Linked DNA regions of Sus scrofa: region 2 is linked to region 1. A link is a contact called in public HiChIP or PLAC-seq data. All regions are on one chromosome and are shown on one strand. The core of a region is the stretch at or near the end of the contact, and the rest is flanking DNA. Distances in the headings are between cores, read along the strand shown.

Region 1 (6,506 bases), core at 2,490-4,989:
GTGTTCCGTCATCACCCCTCCACAGCTTCCCATCTTTAGTGTCAGTCATGTGCTTCTTACATAACATGGAATCCACCAGTTGGGGAAAAGCAAGAGGAGGAAGATTGAATCTTGACCCAATCTCATATGAATCTTTTGTTACCCTGCCAATGTCATGATATCCAAATATTCCTCCAAGAAGTTGACACAGCCCCCGAAGGAGTAACTGAGACTTCATGAATCTAAGCACTGAGTTGTCTTATCTGAGCCCCAAAGCAGCTCTATCCCAGCAAAACTTCAGTCCAACTCAAGCCCTAAAAATGTTGACAGTGCTGATTACACTGTTACACTGCCTTCCAAGACTTTGTCTATCTTTTCTGTCTCCGGTCCTGTGTTGAGTGTTGAATTTAGTGATAACAGGATAGAGGGTCTAAGAGGCTGAGAGATGACCCAGACATCTTCCTTGGGCCACAGGCAGTTTCTAAGACATTCTTCCTGGAGTTTCCAGGTCATCGTCCCCTCTTGTTGTGCAGACACATGTACCTTCAGGAAGAGAAGTCACTCATTTTCACAGAAGATGCCAAACTCATGAGGCCAGGGAAGAGAAAGTGCTAGAATCTCTACTTCAGTAGAGGGGAAATTCTTATGGAGACATTTTTTTTTGCTTTTGCTTTGTTTTTCCAGTTGTTACAGGAGCTATGGTGACCATACCCGCTTAATTTTCTGGGCAGTCTGATTTGAAAATTCTCTTCAGTTATCTCTGTGCAAACATGATATTTGTCAAAACATGTCCATTTTTTAGTTCATAAAAATGTAGATACCATAATATTTCTATAGTTTAAGAAACCTCATTCAAAGGTTTCCTAAGAACTCACTAAACCTTATTATTTTCTTCCCTCATCCCTACCCCCACAGCTTAGTTAGGTAAATATGCAGTAGATCCAACCAATGTCATGACAAAAGTGCCCACTGATGAACGGATACCCACATGGTTATATAGGTTCAACAGAGTATTAGGCATCCTTCAAAAGGAATGAAAATTTGACATATGCTTCAGTGTGGATGAACCTTGCAAACATGATAAATGAAATAAGCATGATACAAAGAGACAAATATATAATTTCACTTATAGGAGGCACCTAGAATAGGGAAATTCATAAAGACAGAAAGTAAAGATTCTGAGAGAGGGAATGGGAGGCTATTATTTTTTGAGCACAGAGTGTCTGTTTGGGTTGATGAAAAAGTTCTGGACACAGATAGTGGTGATGGTTGGTGACACTGAATATACTTAATGCCCCTAAATTGTACACCTAAAAATGGTTAAGATGGTAAACTTTACACTGTGCATATTTTATCACAATTAAAAAAAAAACAAAGTTTAGGGGTTATTGGTTTGGAGATCCTTATTACTGGAAAAAGAACTGCAAATGTACATTCTTCGAGGTAAAGAAATACATTAATTACATACAGCTGCAATCAAGTAGATGGAACCACCATAGTAGAAAACTAATTTCAGATAGGACATTAACTTGAATCAGAGACATTTTGGACAGAGCATCTTTTATTGAGAGTGGGTCTGTGTGGTAACCCTCCATGCCTGAAGAACCCTCCATGCATCAGGAATTTCCTAAAGAGGCTTCCTATGCCCTAGACAGTAATTGAGGGTAGGAAGTTTGCTTATTCAGCATGCAACACTAAAGAGGAATGCTTGGAAGAAAAGTCTGCCCTCATTTCTTAGTACTTGTGTTCAGAGAGCACCAACACTAGAGCTCTACACTTTTATGTAATAACTTTGCTCACTAATAAATGGAACTGAGCGCCATGATCTGAGAAATAACAATGAGCCCTTTTTGTCCAGGAGTGCAATGGCACCGGCGAAATCACTAGGGAGAAGTTTGGCAGAAGGGCAGAAAATTGAGGAGGAAAACACTTTTGTTCTTCTCTCCTGGTATAACTCCTTTGCTGCCTAAAGTGCTTTCTCTTCTTCATCATTGCTTTCCCATATATTTAGGTTATTGATGATATGATCCCCAAATTCAGGGGAATGGTCCTGTGGGATGGGAAAATTACTGAGGATTAAAATGAAGTGCCACCAAGAGGAAGAGGGTCATTACTATTCATGAGATCAGAGCCAAATCTCAGAAATGAGGAGTAAAATAAAACCTGTGAAGATCATGCATTCAGGTGGAAATGCCTCTAAGAGAAAATTGTGGTTCTGGGAAATTTACCCATATCAGACACATTTCAGATAGTACATTTCTGATCACTTTTCTTTCTGGCTAGCAAGAAGCAAAACATGTTTAAAATAAATAGCACCATCTTGGCAGTCCCCTCCTAATTTGGAAAGATGTAGAAAAGTGTGAATGAAAGGTCACCCAACTAAGTATCGAGGCCAGGTTGGAATGTAGACTGCCACTGCGTGTGCCTCAAGGTCAATCACATCACTGCTTTAATCCTCAGCTTCCCCACAAGACAACGGAGGGGCTGGTCTAGAGCAGCAATGGAAACCGAGGTGTGCTTCCAAGTGTGATCTAGGAAATACATATGTCTGGGATCTCACTGCCATTTACCCATTCAGACTCAGGATGTGTGGATTAGGAAGATATGTACAGCAAGAAGTTGGGGAGTTGAGAGAGGAGCACATGCACACACAGGCTTTAAAAACAGTTCCCCTGAAGATTAATATGCATCCCTGGTTACCATAAACTGATGAAAATTAGAGCTGAAGTCACTTTTACTTCCAAGATTCTGTTCTAAAATTCCTAAGATTTTATTAAATAAAAACAACAACAACAAAGACTAAAAATACCCACTTAGACCATTAAATATGTATGGCTGTTAAATGATCAAATGAGAAAATAATGCATATGGATGTCCTAGAATATAGGGCTATACAAATGTAAGCAGTTATTAGGGCTCCCTTAATTCTGTGCATTATCCAAGTGGTTCATCAAACATTAATCAAATCCTCTTAGATTAGAAATTCTGCCTAATGGTAAGCCTAGGGAATAAGATTTACAGTTGGCACTTTTGCTTGAGTTTCTCTTAGTGAGAGTATTTGCCAGTGTAATAATATTTTTGTTTTCTGACAATGTGAATGCCTATGTCAAAAGAAGAAAATCTAGACATGTACCCATTTCCCAGGAAAGGTAAGCCATGGAAAGCCTGGATTTATCTAAAATCTACCCATTTTTCCCCATCTCAGAAGCTATGTATCATGAACATTTCTAGTTTTACCAGTGAAGCATGTGTCATTTTATTGTTACCACCCTGTCACCAGAAGCTGGCACCCATCCCCGAGTCGTGGCTTCTTGAATGACCCCTGAGGTAGAGTTGGTTAGTAGTCCTCAATGAAGGGAAGTTTTTGCCTAGAAACCTTCATTTCCACTGAGCTAATGAGAGGGCTGTCACCTAAATTTTCATTGCTTTAAGAGCAAGTGGAGGCTGACAGTTTCCTTTCAAGCTTGAATGATGAAGAGAAAACATCCCACAGCCTCATCTGGCTGCCTTGCTGCGAGGTAATGAGCCCTGTGCAGCACCCTTCTCTGCTAGACTGAGATGACCTTCTGTCTGGTAATGCATCAGGGAAGAGTGAAAAACACACTGCGGGGCCCGCCAACAATTCCCCCACAATGTGCTGTATGTGCCAAACAGTTTAGTAAATAGATCTCAAATTACGTGTTGAAACCTATTCCAATGTCTTGCAACAGAGCATATCTCAATCTAAAGGTCATGCTTTACTTTGCAAAGACCTGGTAGGGAGAGGTCTCGGGAAGGGGGCGGGGTGGCTGGAAAGGGAATGTCATGGAGGTACAGGTCAGGAGATAAAATATTTGTAGCATTTAAAAACAAATTTCACAACCTTCCCTGGCTAATTGCATTCTATTCTCAGTCCAGACAGGGAATTTTATTTGCTCCCCATCTTGTTCCAAGATTTGCTGGAGTTTCTTGGGATAGGGTAACACATGGGATAGGGAGGGGGAAGCTGGGCTCTGTCCTGCAAAAGCTGGGAGAGGGTAACTGATGGGGTAAGGCCAACATGGAGTTCAAAAGGCTCCAACTTTCCTGACTTCTTCCTTTTGTTCCATTTCTTTTCTTTCTTTTTCTTTATCTTTTTCTTTTTTGATGTTAGCTGTTCATTTCAACTTTCCTGATTTCTTTTTCTTTGCTTTTAGACTCCTTAAGGGAGGAAAAAAGGAGGACTTAGAGATGTGAATCTTCCTTAAAAATAATTGCCAGACATTGCCTGGGTGCAGAGAAGAGTAAAAAGATTGAAAAAGCTTGGAAAAAATCTGGTCTTGCGAGGAGGACAGGGAATCAGTGGCTGACTTCATGGAATGGTTTGAAAACTGCCTGGAGAAGGAACATCCAACATCCACCATATTGGCTTCACTACTGAGGATCCTTAAAAAATGTTTTACTTTGATTTTATGGATACTTTTTGAACATCTATTATGTTCATAGTGGTGGAGGGTATCAAAAGTTCAATATCTGTCTCCAAAGAGCTCACTCCCATTTGAGTGAAGAGCATTTACCCCACTATTCTCACTAAGCACATTACTATTTTGTGTTTTCAAATTATAGTATCTCTCACATTTTATCTTTTTCCCTGCTCCCCACTACCATTAAACTTGAAATGTCTAATGCACACATTTTTATATATGTATATATAATGATTTTTATTTTTTTTCCATTATAGCTGGTTTATAGTGTTCTATCAATTTTCTGCATGGTGACCCAGTTACACATACATGTATACATTCTTTTTTCTCACATTATCATGCTCCATCATAAGTGACTAGACATAGTTCCCAGTGGTAGCTTGGGGTTAATAGATGCAGGACACACATTTTAAATCGAGTGCTAAGTGTAGTTCAACAAACATCTTTAAGAACAACAATGGGAAGAGAAAGAAAAACCTTTTACTTCCCAATATCTATTAGTCCAAGAGCCCAAGAAATTGTGACGTTTTGGGCAGTAGGAGGAGGGAGCCAGGCTACACACTTGTCCATTGAGATGAGAACCTTCATTTATTTGGGTGGCTGCATCGCAACAGCACTCTAAAGAAGGAAGTGCCCAGATGCTGTGGGAGCATCCTCAATCCCCAGAACGCATTGACTCAATGACATTCAGTTGAATCTCAGTAATGGCTGATATTTGAATTTTTTTAATCTACAATATGACAATTTTTTAGAGCTCAATCCAATACAGAGCAGAATTTGGAAGAGTCAAAATGGAAGTAAAAACAATCAGAAGGAAAGAGAAAAATATGATCAGATTTAGGATTTTGTGCTTTTGGAATCTCCATTCCTTTCTAGCTATGAACTGAATGTTTGTGTCTCCCACAAATTATTGTGTTGAAATCTACTTCCCAAAGTGATGGTATTAGCAGCTGGAGTTTCTGGGAGATGACTGGGTTGTGAGGGTGGACCCCTCACGAATGGGATTAGTGTTCTTATAAAAAATACCTCAGAGAGCTCCTTCTGCCATGTGAAGATACAGGGAAAAGACAGCCATTATGAACCATCAAGCAGATTCTCACCAGACACTGACTCTGCCAGCACCTTGATCTTGAAATTCCCAGCCTACAGAATTATGAGAAATAAATTTCTGTTGTATATAAGCCACCTGGTCTGTGGCATTTTGTAATAGCAGCCCAAATGACTAAGACACCTCTCCTGTTCCAGTTGCCCTCCCCAAACTTATTACATCTTTATGGGCAAATACTTTAAGGGGGGGATATGATATCTAGCTGAAAGAAACCCTCTAAAATATGGTATTTTACACAAGAAGTGGCTTCTGGGGAGAAGCCTGACACAAGGAATAGGGAGAAATCACTGGGAAGTTGAGTAGACAAAATCTGTTTTTTTCTGTTTTTGATTTTGTGTGTGTGTGTGTGCAGTTCTGTTAATAATCATTTCACTGAGGTTCTTGTTCCAACAGTTTCACAGTGTTTGCATTAGTTAGAAAACATTAAGGACTATATAGAGAATTTATGCAGCAAAATCACAGCTTGGTTCCCATCATAATTTGTTTACCCTGTAAAAACTGTCTTGCAATGTCCACAAGTTCTGAATTACACACCTCAAGACCACTCTGCATTAAAATGCAGCCAGGTGGTATTTTTACTTATTTGTTTTGTATTTACGGTAAACAAAACCTAAAGAAAATCATCTCCACTTGACATTCATCTCTGTTATCTAATTTTGTGTTTCAGAACACTTATTAGAAAGTCTGTGTGGTCTTCTGTTCATCAGTTCAAGCAGTGGGAATAACAAATTATGTTGGATGACTTTTAAGATACTTCTAATTCCTCGGGCCTTAGATTCTCTGATATAGCAGAAAAAGCACTGGACTGGGGGTCAGGAAACCAGGGTTCCAAGCCAGATCTGCAAACAAATAGCCATGTGAGCTTGAAAATAGACTTGAGGGGACTCTTTTGCTCATTCATAAAATAGGAGAGCATTAGAACAGCTATCTCATTACGGATCCACCCAATGTTCCTGGAGAGGATGAAAAGGAAAGAG
Region 2 (6,506 bases), core at 2,558-5,057, 290 kb before region 1:
CTAGCTTGGGAACCTCCATATGCTGCGGGTGCGAGCCCCCCCACCCAAAAAAAAGCACACACACAAAAATTTCAGGGGTTGTGAATTCCTTTAAAAATTCAGTTGAAAAATAAAAATGTCCCCCAAATATATTTAATGGAATCTAAGATGTTAAAGACTATAAGATGTTATTATCACTGTATTGTGTATCACCAAGAAAGAAGAAAATGCTGCCAATTAAAACTGCAAGATGCTGGAAGTCCCCCTGTGGCACAATGGGTTAAGGATCCAGCATTGTCCCTGCAGCAGCTCAAGTCACTGCTGTGGTATAGGTTCAGTCCCTGGCCTGGAAATTTCCTTATGCGGCAGGAGCAGCCAAAAAAACAAATATAAAAACCAACCCTCCCAAACCTGCAAGATTCACTCTCATTTAAGAAATGTTAAAATATGAGGAGGTATATCATATAATCAAGGAAATATGATAGAAATCGTAGTGATATGGCTCAAGTATATAGGAGTAGGAATTATTCTCTAACTAGAGACTTCAAACATTTAATTTTTTTTTCTTTTTAGGGCCCCACCTGTGGCACATGGAAATTCCCAGGCTAGGGGTCGAATTGGAGCTGCAGCTGCCAGCCTATACCACAGCTCAAAGCAACGCTGGATCCTTAACCCACTGAGTGAGGCCAGGGATCGTACCCACATCCTCATGTATACTAGTCGGGTTCATTATCACTGATCCACAAAGGGAACTCCTAAATTACTTTTTTGATGAAGAAAGTGTGTATACATGATGAGCCAAAGGGGCTGTTAACCTTGTAGATTTCTGTTTTCAGTGTTCAGCAGAAACCTGACACATTATAAACTCTCAATATATGTTTAATAATTATGGAAAGAATGAACTATGGCACAAGGAAAGTACTCTCCAGAGTCTCTCCAAAAAGGCCCTTTCTTCTCTTCCTTTGAGTCCCTCTGGTACACAGACAATATTCTCAATTACAGATGGAGAAATCAAAGCCCAGGAATGCAAAGCAAATTATTGCTCACATGGATGTATCTCTCTACACTTTTTTTTTCTTTTTGGTTTTATGGCCACATAACTTACGGAAGTTCCCAGGCCAGAGACTGAATCTGAGCCACGGCTGTGACCTATGCCACAGCTGTGGCAACACCAGATCGTTTAACCCACTGCACAGGGCCGTGGATCGAACCTGCACCTCTGCAGCGATCTGAGCCGCTGCAGTCGGATTCTTAACCCACTATACCATGATGGGGAATTCCGTTTTACACTTCTGGAAGCAAGCTCGCTGCCTTGTGATGGGTATAGGGAGCAGAGACCCAGGGAAAGCAGCAGCTTACAGCAGAGTCAAAATTAGACCCGGTTACTCCAATTGCATTGCAGGGCGCAGCTGTGGGGGAGGCAGGGCTGGGGTAGGGGGGCGCCCTCCAGCCTGGGTTCAGGCCCTCAGCCCAGTATTCTATTTCATAAGCCCACATAACCTCGGCAGGAACAACGTGATTGCCTCTCCTCTGGGGAACACAGCGTTCCTTTGCCATGGGAATGTTTATCCTGTTCAAACGGGGGAATTTTGGCTTTGGGGTAGGGGCGAGACATGCAGCAAAAATGGCCTTGTAAAGAGAAGGTCACCGTTTGGAAAGAGCACAGGCTGTGGAAGCTGAGATGCCCAGCCTCACTCTTTTCCCTGCCACGAGGTGCTGCGTGGGCCTCTGTTCCTCCCCTTCTAATGGGTTCTTGGGACAATGAAATTGCTGCTTGGTTCTTGGCACACAGTAGGCCCTCAGTGATTTTTAGTTTCCTCTATTTGTGTGCTCCCCAATTGAAGGGAAAAATGGCTAAAACAACCAGATGACGTGCAAGCTGGCGGGTCAGAAACAGAAAGCCTTTCAAAAGTTTCCATAAGGCGGCGGCCACTTGTTAAAACTGGACGATGAAATTGCTGCCCGGGCCACGTCCCCGTCTGAAGGCGGCCAGCCTCAGAGCCTATCCCCGGCTCAGCTCTGAGCCAGTCCATTAAACCTGCTTCCAAGAACACATAATTATCCGCTTGGCGTGAGAACGCTCTCCTTGGCTGCCTGTACCTCCTCTTCTCCCTCAGAAATATGGACAGAAAGGGCTGTTTGGATCAGCCTCACATCTCTCCAAAAAGCCTGGCCTCGTGTTCCCAGAAGGGGCCTGCCCAAAGGCACCACACCGAGCCCTTCCCTCCTCTTTGTAAGAAGCTCTTTGTTGGATCCCTACTGTGTGCCCTTAGGCTTCCCCAGGGGGACCACAACTGCCAGGCTACCGTCAGCAGACTCAGAGTGGAGGGAAAGTGGGGTGGGGGCAGGGCCGCTGGGGCTGCTGTAAGCGTTCAGGGCAGTTCCCCAACCTCCCAGGCCCCTGGGGAGACCTGCCCAGGCTTTCACACCAGGACTTGGCTGAGCAGGCAAGTGGGAGGCGAAGACGCCAGGCCAAGGAAACGCCTGCAAAAAATACACACCTGGTTTGTGCCAGAAGATCCCAGGGGTAGACCTGCTGGAGTAGGGGTCAGCTGGCAAGACAAAGTGAAGCTGTGTGTCAGAAGCCATACTGTGAAGAGTTCTCGGTGGTAAATTTGGACCCTAGTTCTCCCAACATTAGCAAAGATGGCTCCCACTGTATTGCTCTCATTTTGAAATTCTCCTTCTGGCTCTTTTCTCTAAAAGGCTGTCTGTTTCTGGCACCCATGCAAGAACATGCCCAGTGGGGAGAGGCTGCACCCTCCCTGGCACACGCTTGCACATTTGAGAGGAAAGGGCCTGAAATTAAGGGGTTTCTGGAGTTTTTGGTGTGCATCAGTATGTAGCTGTCCCTCCCTGTGGCCTGTCGGGTTTAAGTCTGAAGGAGACCTTGTCCTGGGGCTGAATCTAAAGTAGTCTCATGTATGTCATCTTGCACCCACCTGAGTTAGGAGGTTGCTGAAGTTCTGGAGAAGGAAACATGATTAAGTTTTCCAAAATTTGTGTTGCATTGATACATTTTGCCCAAGGCTTTGCAATTATGGGAATTTGTGATTATGGGAAAGGAGAATTTCCATAAGTCTCTACAGTCTCAAGATTGAAAGGGATATCCTTTGCCTCTCTCAAACATTTTGTAGTGCCTCCGACTGTTGGCTGCAGTCCCATGACCCCATGAGGCAGGCTGTTCTCACTGTGAACAGCTCTGATTACTGGAAACCCTTGGGTCCGGAGAGCTGACATCAAGCCTCTGGGTTTTACCCATCACTGGTTCCAGTTCTGTCATCCTGTTGGCACAGGACACACCCCCCCCATCACACATGAGAACACTGCAGAGATTAACTCTAAGCCTTCCTTTCTCTACGCTGGACCTCTTGAGCATCCCTCGACTTGGCTCACCAGACAAGATCTCCAGACTCTCTGCCATCTTGCCACTGGATCACAGAGACAGCAGAATAAAAGGCAGGGACCTTGCTCTGAAAGGACCTCGCTGAGCTGGCTGAGTCCCTGCACCAGGGGCTCTGCTGATCTCTGAACCGCGTGGCCAGCTGCTGAAAGGTTGAAATCAGCTGCGCATGGCTGAGTGGATGCTGGAATAGGGACAGAATAGGCCTGTGGGCTGGATCCCCACGGAGGTCAGGGAGGGATAAGGCTGAGAGAGAGTCTTGGTCACTAGACAGATAGGCAGGGGAAAAGAGGAAGGGGCCTGGCCAGCCATTGGGCCAAGGTGAGAGGTGCCTTTCTCAGGGCCAGTTGTGTAAGAGGCTGGCTGAGAGCTGCCTCTTGTTAGGGGTGGCTCAGAGCTTTTCTTGGCAGCTCCAGCCCAGTGAGTCTAATGTGGGCTGAGCAGAGCCTGACTCACTGGGGCCAGAGGGTCAAGCTGGGAGGGACTGGGGCAGCATGGGTCCTCTGAGCCATGCACAGACTCTGGGGTTGCACAGTTGGTGCCTATCTTGCTGGCTCTCCTGCAGGACCAGGGCTGGGAATCTAACCAGGGCCCTCAGCTGAAAGGCTCAGGAGCCTATGTGGGATGAGAGTAAGAGGCTGGACCTTTGATCTCTCCCTTAGACTTTCTTTCTTTCCTTCTTTCTTTTTCTTTCTTTCTTTCTTTCTTTCTCTTTCTTTCTTTCTTTCTTTCTTTCTTTCTTTCTTTCTTTCTTTCTTTCTTTCTTTCTTTCTTTCTTTCTTCTTTCTTTTTTCCTTCGCTTTTTTAGGGCCGCACCTGAGGCATATGGAGGTTCCCAGGCCAGGAGTAGAATTAGAGCTGTAGCTGCTGGCCTATGCCACAGCACAACAATGCTTCCTCAGATTTTCACCTGTGTTTGGAAGGATATTCAGAGGGGTGCCCACGCCCTTCTCGGCGGACACTTCTCAAGTGGTCTGACCCTTCCCCAGGCTGGGTACTGGCCCCTGTCTCACCATCCCAACAGCAGCCATTACTGGGCCACCATACTTCTGCTTGAGGGCCCCAACCTACATTAGTCTGCTCTCTGCCACTGGGCCAGGCCCTCCCCTGTCCAGGCCGGCCCCCTAGTCCTCTCCATGTCACCACTGGTGATGGATGAGTCATCTTCAAACACTGCTTGGTCATGCCATGGCCCCAAAAGCTTCTGAGGTGCTCTGCACCTGTCTTGCCACCTCCAGGCATGACCCGTGGGGCTCAGGTGGCACAGGGGAGCTCGCTGCTCTGGGGGTGAAATGTTTTTGGAGGGAAATAGTTGTATATTTAAGCAAATATGGCATATTACAAAGTAGAGTGCACACTTTCTTATTTTCAAACATTTTGAGTCTGTAGGTGGCTGCTTCAGGTGTGTCTTCAAACCACCTGGGGACAATGTGTGGGTCAGTTGGGGCTACTTGAGGGAAAAGTTAAGCAGCCTCAAAAGTGGCAACTGTCCTCGCTCTGCTGTGGTTCTGCCTCTGGGCTGGGCCCCTGTGCCTGAGCTGATTTCTAGCTTCTCCGTCCACAGCACTTGTCCTTTTCCTGTGCAGGAGGCCTCCTCAGGCTTGATTCTCTTCAAGTGTGTTGTTCTCCATTGTCCACCTGGATCCTGTCCCCAACCCACCCCCATTGTTACCATGGTGACTTCCTGATCACCCACAGGTGTTCTGACCTTGCCTTTGACCTGTGGGGGTTGGTATCTGTTTCACAGTGTAACAGCCACACACCTACACACACCCTACATGCACACTCTCATCCACACATGCAGTCATGTGCACACACACACACACTCACGCATTCACACATACACACTCATACACTCACAGGATACTCTGCACATGCACTCATGTACATGCACATACACCCACACACTCTCACATATATCTCGTGCACACATACACACAAATACACACTTATACTCACTCACACACAAGTATACACAGGCACACTCTGTGAACGTGACAAATTCTGCACTGCTGTAAAACTTCATGCACATAGTATTTCACATTTCATGAAGCATTTGCTTCCTCAAAAGATGCCATGATGTGGGGAGAAGTAGGCTGGTGTAGTCTCATGTCACAGGCTCAGAGAAGTGAGGGCGGCTGCCTACAGTTCCATGGGGGTCAACACAGGAGCTGGGCCTGTCCCTGCCTCCTAAGGCTCAGACCTGGCTCTTTTTGCATCATCAACTCCTTGCTATGGATCCTGGACTCTTCCCTGAAGATGCTGCTCCTCCCACACAGAGACCAGAGCCTGGTGAGCCTGCCACTGTTCTTGGGGTCTGTCTTGGATTTTGGTCTTTGGATGCAGTGCACACAAACACACATCTCCTTTGAGGGGACAACAGAATGCCCTGGGACTTTGCCTGTATAACCGGGGTGGTATGTGCCCCATCTGTCACTGAGGCAAGGATAGAGTTTTGCACTTGACTGCTTCAAGGGCTTCATTTAGCATGTCCATAAGGCCCCTGAGCCATCCCCTTTCTTTTCAACAAAACCTTGATTCCCACTGCACCCCCTCCCTGCATAGATGTTTGTTTTCTAAAAGCGACACTGATTAGAGTCAGGAGTCAGGCTGTCCTGGGAGGGTGTGGAAACTGGGACAGATCCCATCAGGCGCTGTCCCTGGAACCTCTTATTCAGGGAAAACAGAGTCAGGTGAACATGGAAGGCCTTCTGCAGACAGAGTGGAGGCGTTTAGAAGGGGGCCAGGAGGGGTGATGGCAGGGGGAGGGGAGGCACTTAATGGGCTGCTGTTAAATGTCAGCTCAAGAGGCCAATGGGCTGGATTTCCCTAGCTCAGGATCCTGTGTGTCTCACGCTCCATAGCTTTATTTTGTTTTATTTTTTTGGCCACATCCATGGCGTGTGTAAGTTCCAGAATCCACGTCATCACTATGACCTGAGGCACTGCAGTGACAAAGCTGGATCCTTAACCTGCTGAGCCACCAGGGGACTCCCATATGGCACATCTCAGCATACTGTGATGCACTTAGGACTTGGCTCCCCCACCACCAGTCACCCTGTCTCCATAACTGGCTTTACACAAGCCATTTTCTGCACATGATGAACCCAAGCACCGTTTTCAC

What was found. HiChIP or PLAC-seq counts read pairs in DNA pulled down with a chosen protein or histone mark.
Region 2: an H3K27ac HiChIP or PLAC-seq map of skeletal muscle shows a contact between it and region 1, with 6 times the contacts expected there. The contact joins two enhancer-like sites. A contact is called at or near these places in 8 of 47 Hi-C or Micro-C datasets (heart right ventricle, liver, mesenteric adipose tissue and 3 more) and 1 of 2 datasets of contacts at active chromatin or transcription factors (skeletal muscle).

What each region holds. Positions count from the first base shown.
Region 1 is chr1:94,965,039-94,971,544 of Sscrofa11.1, reverse strand. The region is part of intron 2 of SLC14A2 (urea transporter 2); the gene reads right to left. Among named protein-coding and RNA genes, the nearest start is that of SLC14A2, 130 kb to the right of the region's middle. Within about 2 kb of position 3,739, at least 4 of the 83 cell types and tissues checked have an H3K27ac peak or open chromatin away from gene starts, as enhancers often do. A contact at or near this core is called in skeletal muscle, where this site is marked.
Region 2 is chr1:95,251,777-95,258,282 of Sscrofa11.1, reverse strand. The region is part of intron 3 of SLC14A2 (urea transporter 2); the gene reads right to left. Among named protein-coding and RNA genes, the nearest start is that of SLC14A1, 100 kb to the left of the region's middle. Within about 2 kb of position 3,807, at least 19 of the 83 cell types and tissues checked have an H3K27ac peak or open chromatin away from gene starts, as enhancers often do. A contact at or near this core is called in skeletal muscle, where this site is marked.